2 separate regions of the Callithrix jacchus genome follow, and region 1 is linked to region 2. The links are chromatin contacts, called in public Hi-C maps. All regions are on one chromosome and are shown on one strand. The core of a region is the stretch at or near the end of the contact, and the rest is flanking DNA. Distances in the headings are between cores, read along the strand shown. Region 1 overlaps LOC118149156 (a long non-coding RNA gene). Region 2 holds the start of STX6 (syntaxin 6).

Region 1 (3,723 bases), core at 165-2,664, 110 kb after region 2:
TCTTCTTCCTAAGACCAGCTTACAGAGCAAGGGAACATTGCATTTAATGGAAAGATGAAACAGAGGCTGATGTGGTGTGGACAGATACTGGTTTGAATCCTCTTAGCAGAGAAGGGAAAGTTCTGATGTGGGGAAGAGTGCAGAGGCGCCTATGACTATGCTGGGGGAAGAGGCAGGAGGAAGTCACCCCCCCAGGGCCACAGGTGGACACTCTCTGGCCCTGTACCTGGGCTCTGGCCACAGGATGTGTTGAGCTGTGTGGTGCTGTCTTTGGGAAAGGAATGGGCTGGACGGACCTGCCTCCCCCCGTGACTGTCTGCAGGTGACACCAGATCTGCAATGGCCTTCAGCTGTGAAGTGGGCATAGGTTTTCTTTTAGCTCTCCTCACCTCGGCTTTCTGCACTTGTTCCTGCCAGCCCCCACTCCCTCCTACTTCATCCCTAATTCCTCCACCACATTTTTTCCCTAGAAGCTCATAGGGACGCAAGGAGGTAAGAAGGACCGGCAAAGCTACAAGCCTGACAACTCCCAGGGAAGCTTGCATTTCAACTCTCAGCCACTGCCATTCTCCACTGGGGGGCTCTCCCCTACGGTGTGAGTGCATGGGTGGGCGTGGGTGCAGCCGGCACCACACCGATGTCTGTCTTTGCAAAGTTGACCTACCCTGGGTCAGGTCTTGGCCGCCTTGAGTTCTGGCAGAGGGTGGTGAAAAACAGAGCTCAAAGCTCTGCCAGAGCATCCCCCTCCCCGCTGGCCTTGGGCTAGGAGGAAGTGAGTGGGTCCTGCCTTGGGGCCTCCACCTCCGCGATCTGGAGGGCTGAGGCTGACTCAGTGATTCCTGGAAGGTGGTGATGTCACGGTGACAGTGGTTTCCCTCCCCAGCCTAAGTCAATGGGAGAGTGGGTGATGAGTATCTCTCATTGACACAGAGGCCTAAAGCTCTCAGGAGTGACCAATTCCACTGGCTTGTCCAGGCCACTTAACGCCACATTCATTGATAGCTCCCTTCCTCGAATTCCTACAGCTCTGATCATCTGTCCCTTGATGATCCCATATTCTGGACTTCCAGGACAGTCTTGATTGATCTTAAACATTCTGCCCCTTTGTTATTCCATGTCAACAAATTCGCAAATCATAGAAAATCATCCCAGGCCCGCCTGCTCATCCTGGGGCTTTGGGGACATGGAGCCACCAAGCTTTCTCAGAAACAGCATGATCATGAGTGCCCTGCATCCCAGCTTCACATCTGCATGTCTTTTCAACAATATTAATAGCTTCTTTAGAATCAGCATCTGTGTCTGTTTCTTTTGTCTTCTCCAGGACTCCCCGAAGGGGCTGAGGGTGTGGGAAAATCTAAAAATGCTTATGGGGAGGGGGAAGTTAAGCTCCCCCTCTTGTCCTTGTCAAGGGCTCTCTCCCACTACTTCACTGGAGGTGAAGGACGCATTTGCAACCTGCCTCCTGAGTCCAGTAAGGAGCTGTCTTTTGCTTCTCCTACCGATGGTGATGAAAAGGTCACCTAGTCCTGGTGTGGGTTTGGGAAAAAACCCTGCCTGCTGGACTCGCGCGGCTCGGGGTTGCTTTCGGATAGCCACTCCCTGCTCCCTTGTTTACCAAGGACCTGACTCCCTGACGTACTGCGTCAGACCCGCATGGAGTAAAATGGATCCTTTGTCAGCTGGAGTCTGAATTCAAACGCCTCTTCTGCGGCCCTTCTCAGACCGACCCCAGCGTTTTACAGGGTAGCCTTGGCGTTGCCTTACACTGCCCGATGCTGCCCCCTGCAGGCGGCTTGCAGACACAGCCCGCTCCGCTGGGTGTGGAGGCTCAGCCCATGCCACCCAAATGGTGGCTTTTCATCACCTAGAGTTGTCAGAGCAGCTAATAGCGCATGAACGGGAAGAAAATTAGGCTTCTCTAAGTGAATTGGGTGTTGAAAGACACTGAGATAAATGGTGGAGGCGGTGAGAATGACTGATGGAGTTTCAAGTGTGAAGTAAGAAGTTGGGGAGGTGGGGGTGGGAGAAGAAGGAATCGGTGTTTACAATGACCATGTGATTTAAATCTGGGCTCACAAGCGCTTCAGGGGCAAATGGTCTGAACTCCTGTTTAATGGATGGTGAACTCAAGTCTTAGAGAGAAGTTAAATAACTGCCCAAGATTATACAGCAATACATGGTGGAACCAGGACTTGAACTTGGTGACCCCAGACCTCTGTGACATCTGCTGTCCTGCCACCCCTCCATAAGAGATCATTATCCTGCCTGGAGGAAGCTCCCTTTGTCTATGGGATGAACTGGGTTCTTCGGAATGAAGGGGAAACTTCAACAGGGAATTCTCTTCGCTAAGACAGTTTGTAGCTATAGCCTCTGTGATATGATTTGCGGGGTGCTGGGCAGATCTCCCTGCCTGAAAACATCTTCTCAACTTTCTCATCACATTGCCTGGAATTTCACTATAAGGGAGCCCTTCCTGTAATTAAGATTGTGGAGTACTAAGTGGTACTCCTGTTAAATGAAAATGCAATTTCTTCGGGGCGAGTGGGGGAGAGGATGGGAGAGTCACACGTTAAACCTTTAAATCTTAATTTGACCTCAGTGGAGACTCGCTGGCCAGGTTGCTTCATCCCTGTGATAGAGAATGAAGGGTGTTGGGAAATTGGAGGACAGGGGATGTGTCAAAACTTAATTTTGTTACTTAATGTCTCAGAGACTCCTCAAACTGTACCAAACAAAATCCTTCACCTTCTCTCCCATGCTCTCCATTCTTGGACATTAAACAGGCTCATAAATCCCTGCGTTGTCCGTCTCTCCTCTGTCTGATGCTCACTGGGTCCTCCCCTACCTGCCTCTGAAGTGGCGCCTGGAATTTTGCCGTGCACCCTCACTCTCTGGTGTGCCCAGGCCCTCATGAGTGTGTTCCTGGCCCTGGGACTTAACCCTTTAATCGAACCTCAGTGCGGTAGCAAATGAGAGCTTTCAAAAACATAATTGGAGGGTGCTGCATTTCCTCCTAAAATCTTCCTCAGTGTCTTAAAGAAAAGTGCCAGCTCCTCAGTATTTTATACTTAGCGGCATTCTCCCATCCTTCTCTCTCGCCTCTCCTCTGGACCTCCCATCCTCCTCTCTCGCCTCTCCTCTGGACCTCCCATCCTCCTCTCTCACCTCTCCTCTGTACCTCCCATCCTCCTCTCTCGCCTCTCCTCTGTACCTCCCATCCTTCTCTCTCACCTCTCCTCTGGACCTCCCATCCTCCTCTCTCGCCTCTCCTCTGTACCTCCCATCCTCCTCTCTTGCCTCTCCTCTGTACCTCCCATCCTCCTCTCCTGCCTCTCCTCTGTACCTCCCATCCTGCTCTCTCACCTCTCCTCTGTACCTCCCATCCTCCTCTCCTGCCTCTCCTCTGGACCTCCCATCCTCCTCTCCTGCCTCTCCTCTGTACCTCCCATCCTCCTCTCCTGCCTCTCCTCTGTACCACCCATCCTTCTCTCTCGCCTCTCCTCTGTACCGCCCATCCTTCTCTCTCGCCTCTCCTCTGTACCTCCCATCCTTCTCTCTCGCCTCTCCTCTGTACCTCCCATCCTTCTCTCTCACCTCTCCTCTGTACCTCCCATCCTCCTCTCCTGCCTCTCCTCTGTACCGCCCATTCTTCTCTCTTGCCTCTCCTCTGTACCTCTCATTACCACCCTCCTTCACCCCATTCCCCAGCCTGGTCATAACATT
Region 2 (3,834 bases), core at 451-2,950:
AAAGGAAAAACACACATCTATTTTAAAAATTAACCCCTAACTCAATCCTTCTAATAAATACCACATTTTCCAGGTAGGGAGCCACGTATTACCAGTAAATCTACAACTCAGCATTTTCCCATCTAAATTAGGTGAAGGAAAATCTTTTCAGGGAAATGTAGTATAAGTGGAAAAAAATATGTACATATATATACACACACACACACACTCTTCAAGAATGTCACCAAAAAAAAAAAAAGTAGTATAAGTGTATTTTACTGCATCAATAAAGTATTTCACCTAAAGTACCATTTAAATTTTCTAGAACACTCGAATGTAACAATAGCCAGCTTGTACTACTGCAGAAACAGGAAGACAGCAGCAACTAGTTGGAAGCAAGGAACATTCTATGGTGCTCAGTACTGATCTGGGAACTTTGCAGTTTTCAGATTTTTCACGTTTGACATTTAAAACAGAAAATTGACACGTTTCTAATAAGAAACAAAGTCACATCAGAATTGATCTTCTCGCATTTGTTTAATGGCTCCAAAGTGCAATTGAAGTTTCTATCTCCAAAGAAACAATCGAGCAATCAAAGACGGAGTTAGGGCAGCTTACAAGGGAACAGAAGGCAGTTCTATTCTAAAAGGCAGAAGAAATGAGAGAAACCTGTCAAACAGCCTGGATGAAATCAAGGAGTTAACAAGCAACACTCATTTCCTTTAGCACTGTGAGAAAATTCCGGTTGCTAATAGAAAGTTGAGGAAAGTTTGGTTTGGCTCGTTTCATTTTGTTTTCCTTCCAAATCATCACTGAGTATGAACGACTGCTTTCCTCTCCTCACTTTACTCAGTAAAAACTCCCCCATTGAATTGTCTTCCGGTGCCCTGCTCCCCCGCCTCCCTCCCTGCAAACGTGCTCAGACGCCTCTGGGCTTGTTGTGGTTTAGCCAGTCTGCGGGCCAGCGCTCCAAACTCAATGGACAATGGAGCTCACTCCCGTCAAGGCGAACTACAAAGCTCAGGAGGGCCATTTCCCTTTTCCTGCCCAGATGCTGTTTTCGCTCCTTCCAAGCAAGGTCTCATGCTCGACTGGAGAGCCACTGTGAGCCAGGACCCTCCGGTCTCTCTCACCACCTGCAGAGCTGCTGAGCCCCTGCACCCCCCTCCCCAAATAAGTTGAACCCCAGCGCACAGGCCAAAAAGGCCCCACCACCACCAGGAGCTTGGCTGGGGACAGCGGCTTCACGGTCCAGGTAGGGATGGAGGGGACGTCTCTGGACTCTTTGGTCACGGCCCTCGAGGCTAAGCCGTCTCCACTGTCCCCTCCCCAGCTTCAACTTGTCTCCCCTCCCCCTATTGCAAGAAGACCGGGGAGGTGCGGGCAGGCAGCACCGCCACCTTTTTCTCCGGTGGAACCCTCGGCCGACACTCACCCTTTCACCACAAAGAAGGGGTCCTCCATGGACATGGCGTCCCGGCCCCGGCCGCCTCCACCTCCTCGGCGCACAGTGCACCCGTGCCTCCCGGCCTCCTTCCGCCCACCGCGCCTGTTCCCGCAGCTGCCCGCGTCTTAGCCTGGAGAACGCCGAGCCGCGGGCAGTCGCGCAGGCCAGGTGCACGGGACCGCCGCGGGTCCAGCACTCGCTCACCACCACCGGCCGAATACAGGACTCTAGAGCCGGCCCCAGCGGCAGCCTCGCGTCCCGGCTCCTCCCGGCGCGTCGGAGGGCCTGACCCAACCCCCGGGAACCTCGGCCGCAGCCAATCACGAACATCGCCTGAAGCACGACTTCCGCACCCAGTCACGTGACGAGGGCCTGCTCCGCCCCCCTCGTGGGCGGGGCCTGGGCATGCGTCACACGGCCCTGGAGGCGGAGCCCTGAGGCCGTGGAGGTGGGAGGCCTTCTACCGCCCTCCCCTCACACTTGAGGGTGAGGAGCGGCTTCTTCCCTCAGAGGCAGGCAGTCGGCTTTTCAGGATAAGCTGCAGTTGCACCTGATTTGCAAAATCCTCTTACCTTTCCTCTACTTTTAATACCTGATTTTGACAGTATGCAATTTATATCTCTATCTGGCCCTAGACTTACAGTGAAGCATGGTATCTAATTATGATGTTACACAGATCCTTTAAGTCTTAACTTTGTGTTGGACAGTGTGCTAAAGGTTGTATATGCATCATTTCAGTATCCTTTGGGGGGCAGGCTCTCTTTCTATCACCCAGGCTGGATTGCAGTGGCACAATCACAGCTCACTGCAGCCTCGACCTCCTGAGCTAAAGTGATCCTCTAACCTCAGCCTCCTGAGTAGCTGGGACTACAAGTGAGCACCACCACACCTGGCCAATTTTTAAATTTTTTGTAGAGATGTGGCCCTAAGTATATTGCCTGGGCTGGCCTCAAACTCCCAAACTCACATGATCCTCCTGACTCTGCTTCCCAAAGTGGTGGGATTACCACACCCATCCATTTTCCCCATTTTGTAGATGAGAAAATAAGTTCAGAGAGGCTTCAAGACTTCCTGTAGTCACACAGCTTGGACAGGGCAGAACTGCAGATTCTTTGCACTTTCCACCAGATGGGGTGTACCTTCTGTTGCTGTATATTCTGCAAATAACCATGTAAAGTAATTTTTCATACAGCATATGGCGTTTCCCAGGAGAGAGCACCTTCAAGGAATAAAGAAGGGGCCAGGTATGACAACTTCATCTCACTGTGGTTCAAGAACAATTCCAGAAAACATTTTGGCCAGAACAATTAACCAACTCAGGCTAGATATGCTGTGGAGTTTGTGGATGGGGATGTGGACTTTGACTGCTGAAAATCATTGGGCATTTACTGTGTGTGTGTCAGGCAGGGTGTTAAATGTTATCTCAGTTGCTCTTACAATGCTATAACTACTGCTATCATCCTCATTTTATGAATGAGAAATCTGAGACCCTGGGAGGTTAGGTGACTTGCCCAAAGTCACCAGTCTCTGGAGATGGCACAGTCCTTGGAGAAACACAAACCTTGGCTCTATCATGCAGTTCCTCAGCTACAAAACATAAATAATAATAGCTAGTTCATGGATTGTTATGATAGTTAAATAAAAATGCATGTAGCTGGGTGCAATGGCCCACGCCTGTAATCCCAGCACTTTGAGAGGCCAAGGCGGGAGGATCGTGAGGTTAGGAGATTGAGACCATCCTGGCTAACACAGTGAAACCCATCTCTACCAAAAATACAAAAAATTAGCTGGGCATGGTGGCACATGCCTATAATCCCAGCTACTTGGGAGGCTGAGGCAGGATAATTGTTGGAACCTGGGAGGCAGAGGTTGCAGTGAGTCGAGATCATGCCACTGCACTCCAACCTGGGCAACAGAGTGAGACTCCTTCTCAAAAAAAAAAAAAAAAAATGCGTGTAAACCATAAGATCCCAAAGGACTGAACTGCTGAAGTTAGGAAAACCAGTAGGACGCTGCTAAGGTCATCTGGCCTGAAGGGATGAGGGCCAGACCAGGATGACAGCAATTGAGAACAGAGAGGAAGGAGTGAATCTGACAGAAGTTTCAAAAGGAAAATAAAATTAAACACCTAGACATGACGGGGGGCTGAATGGGTTTCGGTAGGGGAGAGAAGAGAGAGGTAAAAACCAAAATTCCTGAAAGAGCGAATGGTGGAAGGCAGATGCAGGGAAAGGAAGCTATTGGGAGGGAACTGATTAATTTACTTAGGAAGGTGAAAACAGGTCATCGTTCATTCATTCAACAAACACATGTAAATTGAAGGGCAGGTGAGCAGGTGCTGAAGAGCCATACTTGGACCCCAATTGCTTGAGTTTAAATCTCAGTTCTGCTACTTCCTGACAGCTGCA

What was found. A called contact is a pair of places that touch in the nucleus more often than the background predicts.
Region 1: a contact with region 2 is called in a Hi-C map of skeletal muscle, with 4 times the contacts expected there. The contact joins the enhancer-like site here to the promoter of STX6 in region 2. A contact is called at or near these places in 3 of 3 Hi-C or Micro-C datasets (induced pluripotent stem cells and skeletal muscle).

The regions. Positions count from the first base shown.
Region 1 is chr18:39,418,252-39,421,974 of calJac240_pri, forward strand. All of the region lies in intron 3 of LOC118149156 (a long non-coding RNA gene), which reads left to right. Among named protein-coding and RNA genes, the nearest start is that of IER5, 55 kb to the left of the region's middle. Within about 2 kb of position 1,415, at least 4 of the 16 cell types and tissues checked have an H3K27ac peak or open chromatin away from gene starts, as enhancers often do. A contact at or near this core is called in skeletal muscle, where this site is marked.
Region 2 is chr18:39,310,441-39,314,274 of calJac240_pri, forward strand. It overlaps STX6 (syntaxin 6), which reads right to left and starts at 1,701. Exons shown (of 8, transcript XM_002760299.7): 1 at 1,415-1,701. The coding sequence starts at 1,449.